Linked DNA regions of Mus musculus: regions 1, 2 and 3 are each linked to region 4. The links are chromatin contacts, called in public Hi-C and HiChIP or PLAC-seq maps. All regions are on one chromosome and are shown on one strand. Each heading gives the region's core, a stretch centred on a gene start, on an enhancer-like site or on the middle of the called end of the contact. The rest is flanking DNA. Distances are from core to core; before and after follow the strand shown. Region 1 holds the start of Casz1 (castor zinc finger 1). Region 2 has its middle 34 kb from the start of Gm32897. Region 3 has its middle 14 kb from the start of Gm42350. Region 4 overlaps Casz1 (castor zinc finger 1).

Evidence for each region. Hi-C and Micro-C count contacts between places; a contact is called where the count stands out from the background. HiChIP or PLAC-seq counts read pairs in DNA pulled down with a chosen protein or histone mark.
Region 1: a contact with region 4 is called in an H3K4me3 HiChIP or PLAC-seq map of craniofacial prominence, with 3 times the contacts expected there. The contact joins the promoter of Casz1 here to the enhancer-like site in region 4. A contact is called at or near these places in 8 of 39 promoter capture datasets (the 3T3-L1 cell line, cranial neural crest, embryonic stem cells and 5 more), 7 of 484 Hi-C or Micro-C datasets (the HL-1 cell line, the N1E-115 cell line, cardiomyocytes and 4 more), 12 of 115 datasets of contacts at active chromatin or transcription factors (a beta-TC-6 cell line, cardiomyocytes, craniofacial prominence and 8 more) and 3 of 9 other capture datasets (adipose tissue, liver and pancreatic islet).
Region 2: a Hi-C map of the N1E-115 cell line shows a contact between it and region 4, with 2.6 times the contacts expected there. The contact joins two enhancer-like sites. A contact is called at or near these places in 9 of 39 promoter capture datasets (the C10 cell line, the HPC-7 cell line, cranial neural crest and 5 more), 1 of 15 datasets of contacts at CTCF or cohesin (pro-B cells), 8 of 484 Hi-C or Micro-C datasets (the HPC-7 cell line, the N1E-115 cell line, embryonic stem cells and 2 more), 11 of 115 datasets of contacts at active chromatin or transcription factors (SST interneurons, T-cell acute lymphoblastic leukemia, acute myeloid leukemia and 5 more) and 4 of 9 other capture datasets (adipose tissue, embryonic stem cells, embryonic tail and 1 more).
Region 3: a contact with region 4 is called in an H3K4me3 HiChIP or PLAC-seq map of craniofacial prominence, with 3 times the contacts expected there. The contact joins two enhancer-like sites. A contact is called at or near these places in 5 of 39 promoter capture datasets (the HPC-7 cell line, cranial neural crest, liver and 2 more), 10 of 115 datasets of contacts at active chromatin or transcription factors (cardiomyocytes, craniofacial prominence, differentiating embryonic stem cells and 6 more) and 2 of 9 other capture datasets (adipose tissue and liver).

What each region holds. Positions count from the first base shown.
Region 1 is chr4:148,802,995-148,806,386 of GRCm38.p6, forward strand. Casz1 (castor zinc finger 1) reads left to right here and starts at 1,398. Exons shown (of 21, transcript NM_001159344.1): 1 at 1,398-1,520.
Region 2 is chr4:148,711,622-148,715,079 of GRCm38.p6, forward strand. No RefSeq gene overlaps it. Among named protein-coding and RNA genes, the nearest start is that of Gm32897, 34 kb to the right of the region's middle. Within about 2 kb of position 2,035, at least 60 of the 459 cell types and tissues checked have an H3K27ac peak or open chromatin away from gene starts, as enhancers often do. A contact at or near this core is called in the N1E-115 cell line and acute myeloid leukemia, where this site is marked.
Region 3 is chr4:148,768,727-148,772,242 of GRCm38.p6, forward strand. No RefSeq gene overlaps it. Among named protein-coding and RNA genes, the nearest start is that of Gm42350, 14 kb to the right of the region's middle. Within about 2 kb of position 2,020, at least 33 of the 459 cell types and tissues checked have an H3K27ac peak or open chromatin away from gene starts, as enhancers often do. A contact at or near this core is called in craniofacial prominence, where this site is marked.
Region 4 is chr4:148,939,441-148,942,730 of GRCm38.p6, forward strand. It overlaps Casz1 (castor zinc finger 1), which reads left to right. Exons shown (of 21, transcript NM_001159344.1): 12 at 1,842-1,974; 13 at 2,227-2,290. Among named protein-coding and RNA genes, the nearest start is that of Gm13205, 11 kb to the right of the region's middle. Within about 2 kb of position 1,366, at least 189 of the 459 cell types and tissues checked have an H3K27ac peak or open chromatin away from gene starts, as enhancers often do. A contact at or near this core is called in the N1E-115 cell line, acute myeloid leukemia, adipose tissue and 6 more, where this site is marked.

The sequences.
Region 1 (3,392 bases), core at 148-2,647, 140 kb before region 4:
TGGGCTGTCAAATCTGAGTAGTGAGGTCTGGATTTGTTGTTGTTGTTGTGTATGTTTTTGTTTTGCTCCAGTTTATTTTCCTACAAGTGTGACACAGCTGTCACTTACCATAGCATCTGAGGAGTGTGTGACACCTCACAGCACTGACCCAGAGGTTTTATTTAGGAACTCTACCACCTCAGGGCCAGAGAGCCTCAGACTCTGGTCATTTGCCTCTGGACCAATGAACTTTGAGCTCACAGCAGGGCAGGGAACACATCCCAGCAGGCGACTGTCCTAGCGCTGGCCAGGCAAGACAGTAGGGTCATGAAGCAGAGCAAAAGCTTTCCAGTAGGCCCCAGTCCCCAGCAGGGCTGGGCATTGTGGGCGGCATTTTCTCTGAGCAGAACTCACTGTGTAAAGTGCACCTCGAAGTTGGATTATGCTTTGCACTTTTGCTTATTTATGCAATTAATAATTTGCCTATTACAGCGGTCAGTTTCTAACTCATCTTGCCTGGGGGTCCTTCGCCTTTGATTTTTTTTTTTTTTTTTTTTTGGTCTCACTTCCTGAATTTCCATCCTGAATTCTGCAGTAGGAACAAAATGGGTATCATCGCTGAGTCTATGCTGGGGTGTGGTAGCCTGACTGGGAGAGGAAGGACCAGGTGTTAGGGCCAGAGGACCGGTGACCCGCGTAGACAGCTAAGAGGCCCTGCTAGGGTATTGCAAGGATGCAAAGTGTCCTTCAGGGGAGATGAAAACGGCTGTCACCTCCCATCTCCAGGCCAAGGGATCGTCTCCCCCAAGACACTCTGCTTTCTCCGTGGATCTTTCACTTTGCAGCATTCTCGTTTTAATGCACATGATTTGCCCTCCTCCCACGCATAGAGTAAGGTTGTTCTGCGTGGCCTGTCTTGCTCACTTAAGGATTTATTTCTTGCATAAGGGGCTGAATGAAAACTCCCCTTTGCAGAGAGTAAGAGCAAAGAAAATATCAAACAGGGAAGATTTCATTCGACTCTTCTAACAGTCTGGCTTGCAAAAAAGAGAGCCAATTTTCATTGAAAAAGTGGGAACCAAACTCGGGGTGTCAAAGGGTTCAGAATAGCTGGAAAGTAACGCACCCTTGTCCCTTTCTTCTGTCCCAGTCTCAACTCCATTCAGAGGGTGTAGAAACCTTCCGGAACCGCACAAGGGAGCAGCGCGCTCTGATTCTGCTTCGCTGGCCGATCTCGCCGCGCGCGCACGCGGAGCCCAGCCTTGGCGGTGGGTGGGAAGAATGCTAGAGGGGAAGGTCTGGGGGTGTGAGGGTGGAGCGGAGCCCAGCCCCGCGATCCGGCCCGGGTTTTGCATGCCACCCACTCGCCCGTTCGGCCGCGGAGAATTCCATAATCACAGCGGGCGAGAGCGGAGACTGGGAGCGAAAAATCCGGGATCCGGCAACTTCGGTCGCGCATGCGCGCCCGCGGCGCTCCATCCCAAACACACACACATTTTTCCCCGGACTTGGAAAGTCACCCAAAGCCGCCCCAAGTGCAGGTAAGAGACTCGGCGCTCCTTCCACCGCGGCCCCTTCAAGCCCTCCACCTCTGCGGGCCTATTGGGGCGCCTCCAGGTTTCACCCTTGTCCCGGTGCAGTTCACTACCCCCGGGGTTGCCGCTTGCAGCTGGGAGCGGGCGAACGAGCGAACGACCGAGCCAGCCAGCCTGCGAGCGGCGGCTGCCACCCAACTCCGGCTGTACGGGAGGTAGGGGGCACAGAGGGCTGGCACCCCGGCGCGGGGCGGCGCGGCGCCCGCAGTGACCAGGGGAATGCCCGGCGAGCCGCTCCAGTGGAGGGAGGGCTGCAGCTCCTGGGGGTCACTTACTCCAACTGAGGGGTCGGCGGGGTAGGGGAGAAGAGGGGGAGGTGCCAGGCACGAGTACAGGACTTTGCAACTAGGGTGGGGGCGCTTTCCGCGCAGTGGGCTGGGGGCGCAGGTGCTTGCCAATACTGGGTGATCGTTCCTTCTCCCACGCCCCCTCCTGCTGCAGGGGGGTCGTGAGCTGTCTGGAGGAGAGAAGGAGGCAGGGGTGAGGGGCTCCTGGGGTGACTTTGCAAGACTTTGCCCAAGGGAAGGGGTGGGTGGGGATCTCCTCTAGCCGGCTCTTGTGCCCCGACACCGGGGTGTATGTTCTGCCAGCAGAGGTAGGCAGTGTTCGCGTAGGCGCAGGGTGCCAAGGGGAGCTCCGGGTGGGAAAATGAAGGCAAGAGGGTTCTGGGATCTGGGGAGCGGCGCCCCCTTTTCTATCTGTGCCTGGGAAGTTTATCTCAAGTGCGCCGCTCCAAGCGCGGCAAGTGGCGCTTCTTACTCTTTCCCCCTACCCCCGAGTCCCCCCCCGGGCTCCGGCTCGCAACGCTGGGTACTGGCTCCGACCGCTCTGCTGTCGGCTGAAGCTCGCCCTGGATCTGGGGAAAAGTTCCGGGGGAGTTGTGGCGGCTACTGTGTGCGCGGAGAGAGAAGTTGCGCCCGGGGACTTGGGACGCTGGGTTGGCAGGCCCGATTGCGGGTGGAGCGGTGAGCTCCGGCGCCGGAGGTGGGGGCTCTCTCTAGGGATAGGAGAGGATTGGACGGGGTCTGTGACCCTAGGTGGGCTGAGGAGGACCTCGGGGGTTTAGCGTGTGGAGAGGACATGGGGCTGAAATCGGCTCCTGGCAGAGGACAGGAGCATGTAGGGGCACAGGGGACAGTGAAGGGGAGATGACTGGGCCACCAGGACTCTTGGGTCGACCTTCACTATACAGGAGCGTCAAGTGGTAACTGACGGAGTGGGACTCTGAGGGGTGCGCGGGAATCAGGGGACCCTGCCAGACAGACCCTCAGCCGTGGACCTCCCGGGACAGGGGGCTGAGTCGTGCGCCCGGGGTGAGCCGGCCGGGCGGAGCGGCGGCCGGTTTATTTTTACTCGGTGGCATTTGCAGAATGTGCAGCTGATGACCGTCGGCCGCCAGGAAGTTTTGCTTTCTGTTCTTTCTCTCTCTTTTCGAAGCCAGCGCGACCCGGAGCGGGAGAAGCCGGGGAGCAAGGCCTGGGAGGGGAGGGGGCGGCCTCCTAGGGTGGAGAGATTCGACCAGGGGAGCACTGGGGCTGCGGGCGGGGGTGCCCGGGCGCGGGCGGGCGCTGGGCGGCCGAGAAGCGGTTGAGCGAATGTCTGTCCCCAGCGTTTGGACTCTACTCTGAGAGGGGAACAGGTGTATGCGCCGTCAATCACAGCGGGAGGGACACTTTGGGGGCGTAGATTAAGATCATAATAATAGATTTTTCTCTAGGGGGTGGGCACAGATTCTTCTTCCAAGTCTTCCCCGACCGGGGTCCCCGAGCTGGGGGAGGAGAGGAGTGAGGCCAGGGACCGCTTCTCCCCGCAGACAAG
Region 2 (3,458 bases), core at 785-3,284, 230 kb before region 4:
AGGAGGTGGCTCCATTGGAGCCTTCTGGGAGGGCCCAGCCTGTGCCATTCATGGAGACTCCGCAAGGACTTAGTGCAAGACTTCCTCAAATGTCATCCTTGCCCAGGCCCCAGCAGCCGCCTCCTTTTGGGTCCTTGGGGGTAGGCTAGGGCTTCAGGGCGGGCAGAAGTATGGCTGGTTGCTAGTGATTCAATCTACCTTTGTGTCTCAGAGATTCACAAGGGAAAAATAAGACACAGGAGCAATAGGGAGAAGCGGGTTGGACCAGTAGGGTGGGGCAGGAAGGTTCCTGGCCCCAACTTGGACACCTCACCTGCTTGGCTATCAGGAGGGCCTTACCCAGGAATCAGGGGCATAAATATGACCAGAAGGTGCCAGGGGCCTGGACTGGGTCTCTCACTGCACATAGCCAGGACATAGGCCCCACCTGCCACACCTCACTCCCCTGGGGCCATCTACAGGGCCCATATTCTCCTGGCTCCTAGCTCGGCGCCATCCCAGAGCTGCTGCCACTTCTGCACATATGTGTGCCCCACAGTTCCGTCCCTGTACCCCCCCCCCCACAGCTCTCCGCTCCCACACGTGCGCCCAGGCCTCGTGTGGATGCGCCCAGCCTGCTGCCAGCCCGGCATTGAGTCAGGGCGTGTCTGTCTGCCGCTGGCACCCAGTGTAGACGGGTAGGTTTGTTTTCCCTGTTATGTTTTGGGTTCAGGGGGAGAAAAAAATCTCCAAATGAGCTTCTTCTCCTCGGGCGCTTTTCCCTTCATTTTTTTTCTGCCCAGGTGTCTCTGGAGGGAACCTCATTGTCTGTTTCAAATTCATTTGCACTTAACTCATCTGAAAAGTTTTGCAAGAGCTGTTTGATGTCCAAGGAGCCTCGGAGCACCCCTCCCCCCTCCCCCCTCCCCACCCTTGTAATGAGCCCTTTAATTCACAGAGACCTAGAGCAGTCTTTGGACCAGAGTCAGAAGCCCGATGCCCCCTTCCCTTCCTAGTGTGGGAGAAAAGCACTCAGCGGGAAAAGGCTTGGGGATTGGCCTGGCCTGGAGTTGGAGAGCCTTTGTCCAGCTTGCCCCGTGCCCTGGGACACACCATGTCACAGGGCATCTCTCACTCAGTGCTCCCTATTGGACGGCTCCAGCCCCGCTGGATGCAAGGCCCAGCTGTTGGTGCACTAAGCCTCCTCCACTAATTAATGGGTGCCTGTGAGGGCTGACCCAATTCGCCCCCAAATTAATCTCAATTACAACGATTTGGTAAGAGCCAAGCTAGCCAGCCTGATGGAGCCGTGATTTCATCACCCGAGAACAAGGAGCCAGGACAGCTCAATCCTGATGTTATCAGCGGGGGTGGAGTGTGTGTGTGGGGGTGCTGGGTGGGGCTGTGGCCCCAGGCACCCGCAGCACTTATCAGCACCATCAAATTAGTTCACACCAGCTAATATTCACATTGCCAACCTGGCCCACCATCCCCATGCCCCCTTCCCAGTGACCAGGGATGGGGGGGGGGAGGGATAATCTTCAGCATGCAAAGTCCTGCCAAGGTCCCACCAGCTCATGGTAGAGAGGAGACCGTGAGTTACCTGTGGACAGTTGCCTGTGGAGGAGGATATGATTAGCTTGGAGACTCCTACTATCACAGAGCATGGGATCTAGAAAACCTTGTCCAGTCTGTCTGCTGCCCCTGGGCACAGAGAGATGAGGCCATGCTGGAAGCAGATTGGCTGCCGACAGCTACGCAATGGCAGCGCCACGCCAAGGGAGGTTTCTAAAGGCCTCTCCTATCTGGTAGCACCGGTCACTCCCTGCACTATCCCCTTGGGGCAGGGCAGGGATCAGTGACTCCATTTTACAGAAGGGGAAGTAGAGGCCCAGGGAGGAGACACAGCGGAGTGGGTGATACCACGAGCAAGCCTTGCTCCAGCAGGGACTCCTAGCCTAATGCTCTTGCTGTGGGAGCACGGTCGGCAGACCATACCTTCGCTGGCCAACCACTCGCTCCACGCTGCCTCCTCTCTGTGACCTTTGTTTCCTCATTGGTAAGCGAAAGTGAAAATAGTATAACACTAAAACCTGCTGCCAGGCCACCCTTGCAGGCCTTACCCACTCGAGCCTTGTGCGAATGTGAACACTGACAGTGATGGATGGAGAGGATTGTATCTGAGAGCTTCCAGCTGCTCCTCAATTCCCCAACCACAGGAGTTTTTTCCAGGTAACAGGGGAGTCTGTGGTCCCCTCCTTGGAGCACATGCTAGCTCTCTGATGGCAGAATCCAGGCAGCCAAGGCCAACAGAGGGAGGAAATCTAAGGGGCAGTTCCCTGGCACCTCACCACAGGCGCAGACCCTGTGTCATATTACTCCTGGAGACACTTAACACAACTGAGGCTGCTTACAAGCCCCCCTCCTCCTTCAGCGCCCCACTTACCCCCGCATCTTCAGCCAGCCCCTCATACTGTCTAGTTTTCCCTACTGTACCTTTTCTCTCTGAGCCTGGCTTGGCCACCGGAAGAGGGGCCTAGGGCTTGCCTGGAGGCCCTTTGGGCCCTCCCTAACTGGTGCCCAGCAGTGTCTACCCACCCGACCCACATGTGCTTGCCACCCTAAAAGGGAACACGAGCCCCACAAGTCTCCTGTTCACCCCCCCCACTTCCCGCAATGCCAGTGGCAGGATGATTGATTTTGCGGGAAGCACAGTTCTGAGGGTGGGGGTGGGGAGCCAGGGCGCCAGGGGAACCTCACTCCATTTGCTTGTGGCTGTGAGTCAAAGCTGGGTCCCACCGGGCACCCTGTGAGGTGTTCCCCGCCACTCAGTTTTGCTGGGGGTGGGGGTTGGTATGTGGGGTCTCTGACAGGGAGTCCAGAGTCACAGGGTGCCTGGCAGCATGGAGGGGCCTCTGTGGTACTGGCCTCCCTCGAGATCCTCAAGGTGTGTGGTAAAGGGGATTGTCCCAGCCCTCTCTAGTTTGGCATAAATTTGTCAGGATGGAGTCACGGGAAGATGAGCAGCCACCAGTCTGGCTGGGTCCCCTACTCTTTGTCTATGTTTAGGGGTCTTCAGAACTAACTGGGGACCGATATGGGAACAAAGAGCTATGTAACAGCCACTGGTATGTGTGTTACACACGCGTGCGCGCGCACACACACACACACGCACATTCACACTTGAGTGGGAATCTACCTACAGTTAGGTCCTCACATATAAGTGAATGTATAAAGGATCACGTGTGGCATAAATGAGTCACATATGGGTGAAAGCCAGGAGACACACAACAACACACACGACAGCCAATCCGAGGGCTCCCACACACCAGTAGCTTCAACAGGGACAGGAAGTGGGATTGTCTCCTGGTCCCTCTGGAGCTGGGACAGACCGAAACCCAGGGCAGGGCGTGACTCAGGGCCCTGTGAGTCAATAGGCTGCCTAGCCTGGCTTGGGGAGCTTCCTGGATGCAGGCCTC
Region 3 (3,516 bases), core at 770-3,269, 170 kb before region 4:
GGGTGGCGCACCACAAGCAGCCGTGCCAGCCTCTGGGCTGGGCGGGAGGTGCTTTGGGATAATGCCTCCCTCAGGAAGCAGTAATTGAGGGGTAGTGAATTAGATAATCAACACCGCCAGGAAGTGGGGATGTGCCCGGGTTGCCTTTGTTCCTAGAATGAGCATACCACAGTGCCACGCTGTGCTGGGGAAGGAAGGGAGGGGACCTAGTCAGGCTGGGAGCAGGAATTCCCTTACCCATCATCCACGGCCATACCCACAGCAGAGTGAGCTGGACATCGTTAGGCTCCCAGCCCACCCGTGGGGAGGTTCTCAGAGCCTGTTGGACCCTGGAGGGGTCTGGGAGCTGCCTGGTTATTCTATCACTGTTTACTCTCCAGTGTGTCGTAGAGGCTTCAAAACCCTCAGCAATGAGGTGGGCTTGAGTTCAAATCTTACCTCCTCTACACTACTTGTATAAACTCTTTGCCTCCCCAGCCGTTTCCCATGACTCTTCCTGCAGATGACATGTTCCCGTGAGGGTCACCAAACACTATTAATTGTATTTGCCCACACGACAACGACGAGAACGACGACCTTGGGCCCCTCTCCCATGCCAGGTGGAGAGGCCTTTAGGACAGTCTTGCCAAGTCTTCCTACCAACTCCATGAAGTCAGGCCTTTGGTCATTACTCTTCCTATTTATAGATGACTGAACTCAGGCATGGGCAATAATTCAAATGCCTGGGGTGGTGCTCTAGGAAGAGACAAAGCCTGCGCTTGAACCCAGATATCGTGCAGGACCCACAGGTCCCAGGCTACGTGATATCTCATCGCCCCCAATATGCAGTTACAGCAGTGGCGTGGAAGTGAACAGCCACCCTTTCCAGCAAGCCTCACGTTCTTTTCCTCTAAACAAGATACCATGGGCTCCCTCACACACTCCTGAGAACTGCTTTCCATCGGCAGGGGGTGGAGTGGGGTGTGTTGCGGGGTGTGCTGGACATTAGGAAGTTCCCACACAGACTTCCAACATAATCTCTGTGACTGTGTTCTTAGGCCTTGGTCTGGGAGTGTGGACACAAGGACTTCATCACCACCTCTGTCCTTGACAGGGCAGTGATTGGCTCTCTACGCTCATTTGGGCCCCATTCCCACTGCATGGCTGCAAACACTCGGGTCAGGGATGATATAACCTTCTCCGGGCCTCAGTTTCCTCTCTGTAACACAAGCGGCTAGGACTCTCTCCCATCCATTCTCAGGTCTCCCATTTCCAACCCCACAGATCCCTGGTGCTTTGAGGTCAAGGTCAGAGTTAGTAGGACTCAGCTGGGCAGAGCATAGCTGGTGAGGGGACATGTTCCTTCTCCAGTGTCTCTGCCCTACTTTCTGATGAAGGATAAACTACTGTCAGGGTGAAGGAAATAGACACCCAACAGCCCCCTAGAAGGCACCCAGAAGGTTCCCAGGACAGGAGGGCAGAACTGTCACAAGGCAGAACTTCTCACTGTAAAGTGGTATTCCCAGAGGCTACTGGAAACCCACTCGAATGACATGTGGGCAGTGTGAACACCCTATGCTGAGTGTACCACCTCATTCTAGTCCCAACAGCAGCACCCACAAGGCAGGACTCTTTACCACCTACCTGTTGGCCCCTCTGCCTGGCATGCTTGGTCTCTTCTGAGACTGCCCACTTTTCTCAAGCTGTAGCCCCCTTTGACTACAGCGGCGGGGGGGGGGGGCGTGGGAGGGGACAAACAGAGAGTTCTCGGGAGTAGTTGGAACCCGGATGGCTATAGAGTCCAGCCTTTGTATGATCCCCCAGCTGAGAAGCACACAGGCATCTCCCCCTGGCAACCTCAGTCCCAGCTAGGTTCTGTGTCCCTCTCTAGGAGGTGGTAGGCAGTCAGTATGCCCACCTACTCTGGGACCAGAGGCAGGGAGGGGAGGGGCCGCGGGCCTGGGAGAAGCCTGGCTGTTCCCCTCTGCCCCTCTAGAGATCCTGCTCCCTACCCTAGACTGGAAACCTGACACCCGGAGGCCCATCTGCTCACTGCCCTCGGTTCACAGCCCCTGGAGGCCTCTGTGCCAGAGGCAGCCTAGCCGTGATTGTTCCCTGCTGAATGGGCAGGCCTGGTGCCCACACCAGGTGCACCATTGTGATGGTCTTGACACCTGCCTGGCGGGTCGCAGGGCCCACAAGCATGGCGATCCTAGCCTGGCTGAGCAGAACTGCCTACCAGCCTCCTGGAGTTGGGCTAAGGAGTTCCAGGTCCCTCGTGCTCTCACGGTGTGTGTGTGTGGGGGGGGGGGGTTAAGTACCCCAATCACAGTTTGTATCTCCGTTTGCCAGAATGAAGGGGGACGCTTTGTCCCCTCTTCCACTTACGATTTCAGCCCCGATAGAGGGAGGGGGTGCACCCTCAATTTCTTGACTGTAAAATGGGAATAAGAGAAGAAGCCACCAAAATGAGCAGCTGGAAGATCAAAAGCCACACTGAGCGATGGGGAAAAGCAGTTACTACAATTCAGACTTGCAGTATGCAGGCAGGGACCTCGGGGAGCTGGGCTCAGCCCCACAGGCCCGCCCAGAGCCCTGGCTGCCCCCCTGCCTGCCTCCCCTTGCCCGGCCTCCCGCCCCGCTCTATGAAAATTTAATGCCGGGTAATGACAGTCTGGGCTAATGAAAGAGGCTTCTCTTCTGGCAAAAAGAGAAAAACAAACAAAAATCAACAACCTGCAAGGGGGCATTAACTTTTCATGAGCTCTCTCCCCAGTGACACCCCGCCCCGGCTCACCCCGGGCAGCGCCAAGCCCCCTCCTTCCCTATTTCTCTCAGGAGCCAGGCTGGGCTGAAAGAGTGAGGACGCAGCTGGAGGGGTCCTGATTCTTTGAGAGTGTCTTCTTGGGGTTTCTTTGTGGGACACCTGCCAGTCTTAGGGAAGAGGGAGCTCTAAGGGTTTGGGGGAGCTTCCGTGGAGGGCTCTGGGGGTGGAGTACCAGCGCCGGGCAGCAGGTGGGAGTGGATGCAGTCCAGAGCTAGTGAGAGAGGAAAGGATGAGTTCAGGGGTCCGGTTCCGGTCTCAACAACCTGCAATAAGCCTCGCCCCCCAGTCCTAGCTCCCCTGTGCCTGACTGCAAATGGCTAGAGAAAAGGGCACGAAGCGCCGCTCTTTCTCTCTCTTTGTGGTGTCCTGGAGAGCCATTGGCTGCTGCCTGTGATATCCTGAGAGATGCGACAATTAATTTTCTTTTAATCAAGGTCGGATGAAGTAAATCGGCGCGGCTGTGCAGCCCTTCATTTTCTGTTTTTGCAGTGGTGCAAAACAAATATGATCAAATTATACTCCTTCTCACCTTATTGAATTAGGAAGCATGACTGATCAGAGGGAGTGGAGATGCACGATACTAGGTGGAGCGCCCCCTCTTTCCCTGACCCAGCTTCCATCTCTCGGGGGTCACTGGGACTTAGGGACCCCTGGAGGATAACAGAAGACAGTACTCAGCATAGTGGGTGCTCAGCAAAGGCATGTGAAAG
Region 4 (3,290 bases), core at 116-2,615:
GCCCCCACGTAGCAGCCCCTTCCTGCTTGGTCTCTGTCTCCATCCTGTCGATTTGTTTGCCCTTTGGGGGTGGGGGTCCCTCATTTTGGCCATGCACCCAGGGACTCACTCCTCTGTATGTGGAGCTGGTGAGTGGTTCCTGTCTCTGAGCACCTGGGTGGCCTAATGGCGCCAGGTCTCACTGGTTCTGTCACCAGTGAGTCCCTGAGCAGAGTCCTCCAAGGCCACCTCTTCTCTCCGCTCTTCTCTAGCTGACACAGAGTGACACATGAGCTCAGGGAATGGGTGTTCGCATCCCACGCCTGTATAGGACGACTCTCAGGCTCTCTCCCTCGTCCTCCTTTCTCTTTCTCCTCTCTCCTTCCCTTTCCTTTGGGAATTTTCTTTCTCCTCTCTCCTGTTTTCCCTGCCCATCTTCCTCGGGGGGTAGTGGGTGCTATTTGGATTCCTAGAAAGAGTTCAGCTCACACCGTGGATGTGGCTCCTTTAATTCCTCCAAACCACTGGTTTGCCCAGAGGAGCTTGCTGGCTACGTGCTGGGCTGGATGCTGAGGAGAGACAGAAGCCCCACCCTGTGGAGCAGGTGGGACAGGGACAGAGAGCCATATCCTTAGCAGCCTGGCTGCCCAGCCTTCATGCTCCACTCCCATCCAAAACCATCTCAGAACCAGCCAAGACCAAGGGTCTCTTGCACCCACATGGGGCTCCTGTCCCAACTCTTGGGGATGCTAGGCTGGGCTTTTTCTCTGGAGCCTAGAATAGGTGACTGCAGGTGACTGTAGTGTGGATTCCTGAAGGCTAGAAGTCCTCTTGGTTCATGAGAGGCACGTGACCCCTTTGGGACCCCTGTCTTCCACTTCAAGGGTGGGGGGAACTTTTGTAGCTATGCTCACTCCTCCAGCCAGGGGCTTTCAGGGAGAGCCACGGAAGTCTCTGCTACCAGACTGCCAAGTTACTCTTTTACCCCAGAAGCACCTCTCCTCCTCGTCCCCCCCAAAAGAAAGGTCAGATAAAGGGGAAGGAAGCTGTTTCCCTTCATCTTTAATAAAATGTCACTTGCTTCTGTGGTGCAGCTCTCTGTAAGCTGTAGTGCCTTGGGGCAAATTAATATTTCAGTCACTTGGGGATTATGGGGAGCAAGGCTCACTGGACGCCATCCTGTCAGCAACTTCCTTTGGCCCTGCCCTGTCAGCCTCCTGTGGCCTCTTCCCACCAAGCTCCCCCTCGTACCCAGTCAGGCATCCAAGGCGGGCCTGCAGTCGCTGCCCTGGACAGCTTGAAAGACGGCTGAGGTCGCATAGGTTGAACCACCCTGATTGGCCCGTCAGCCTTGATAGCCCTGACACAGCACATGCCCTCCGCGGGCATGCTCAGTGCAGACAGGGCCGTCGCCTCGGCAACAGTGGGCAGGGACTACGGAGGGGCCGCTCCCAGTCCAGATCTGCCACTTCCCCTCAGCATTAACAGAGTCTTTAATAAAAGCTTAAGCGGCAGCCCCGCAAATCGACTGTGACAGTTGGTGGTGGAAATGAAGGGCCCCCTGTCCCCGCCCAGGCCCCCTCCCCAGCCACCCGCTCTCCTCCTCCAGGAGGCCCTAAGCCAGGACAACTTTGACATAATTTTGCAATAATTATCACTTGAAGAATTGCCACACAGGGGTACACGTCGCAAGTGATCTCGTCAGCCGGAAGAGCCGCTGACCAGCAGCCAGTGCTCCTGGGGCCCCCTGCCTGTTCGGCCCACTGCCCGCCCTTTGGGTGTAAAGGAACGAGGGTACTAGATTTTGTGCCCGTGTTAAACCTGAGCCCCTCTGATCCCATCTTCCCTCCCCTCACCTGCAGGAAGTGGGCAGCAGCCCACCCCCACCAAGTTCCCCCAGGCCCAGGTGAAGCAGGAGCCTGACAGTGCTGGCACCCCAGGTCCCCACGAGGCCTCCCAAGACCGCAGTCTAGACCTGACCGTGAAGGATCCCAGGTGAGGCAAGGCCAGAGAAACCCCTGCAGATGCTGGCCTGGGCCCCAGAGAGGTGGTCTGCGCCTCTTAGTCTCAGCCAGCCCTGGGAACCAAGCCGAGCTCACCCTCCCGGCCAGGGTTCACTCTGCCACCGAGCAGTCACAGCAGAGAGTGGAAATCTCAGAGCCCTGGGCTGGCTGACTGGGAGGGAAGGGCCTCTGGGCCTGGGCCCACGGATGTCTGAGTTGAAGGCCCTTGGTTTGTGTGTTCCAGTAATGAATCAAATGGCCACGCAGTCTCGGCAAATTCATCTCTTTTATCCTCGCTTATGAATAAGGTAAGAACCATCCATCACACGCCTCCCGTTCCCCCACCCAGAGAAATTAAAGCCGTGCTGGGGGGCTGGGGGGATGTGTTTGTTTTTTAATGTTTTCCCTCTAATAAGATGAGTTTGTACCATTTAAATTTTGAGGCCATTTTTCATCGAATATAATTTCAGAGCCACTGCTTACAAATTAATTTAATGAACTGGCTGAAGAAATATATTTCAGCCTCTGACACCCTTTTTTCCCCCCTTCGGATAGTGGGCTCCAAAAGCTTTTCCAGAACCCTCTAACTTCTCTGGCCCTCAGTTATTAATGTTATTTATTTATTTTGTATATTTTTTTGTTTGTTTAAAAAGGGGTGGGGGAGGGGAAGGCCAAAGTGGGAGCAAAGCATCAATTTCCACTTTTCGGCTTGAGTAATGCTCTCGGACGCCTTCCGGAGAGGTCGCTCCAGAACATTTATTTTAAATAATGCAGGGTCTTTGTGAATTATACATCATCTCAAATATATTTTCCCCTTCACATGATAAATTTGACTGCAGCAAGATTAATTTGGTTACTGTACACAAGTGACTGGGTTGAAGAGGGAGCTGGGTCTGGGGTGGACCTCGTGCGGTGGGTGGGTTCCAGCTGGGTACCATTGGTGCCGCAGCCCCAGCTGCTGGTGCCCTGATGCCTTGCTGCCCGCCCTTTCCTGGTTACTCTCTTGCTGTCCTTTGCCCTCCTCTGGTCCCTACCCCGTGCTCCCTCACGTTCCACGTTAGCAGTAACAGTGAACCTGCTTGCTCTTACCCTGTGAAAATGTCTTGTCCTCCTTTGCGTGGCCTTTATCTTCAAGAAATTCACAGGGGTCCCACACACACACTGACCCTCCGCTCGGGTTTCTTATGAATACCTTCTGGTAGGAGAATGATCAGGGAGCGGCAAGGTCTAGGGCAAGGTGGGCTGCAGTGTGCACCCAGAGCAGAGGCCTCAGCTTAAATGATGGCTCCAGCTGCAGGCTGGTCCTTT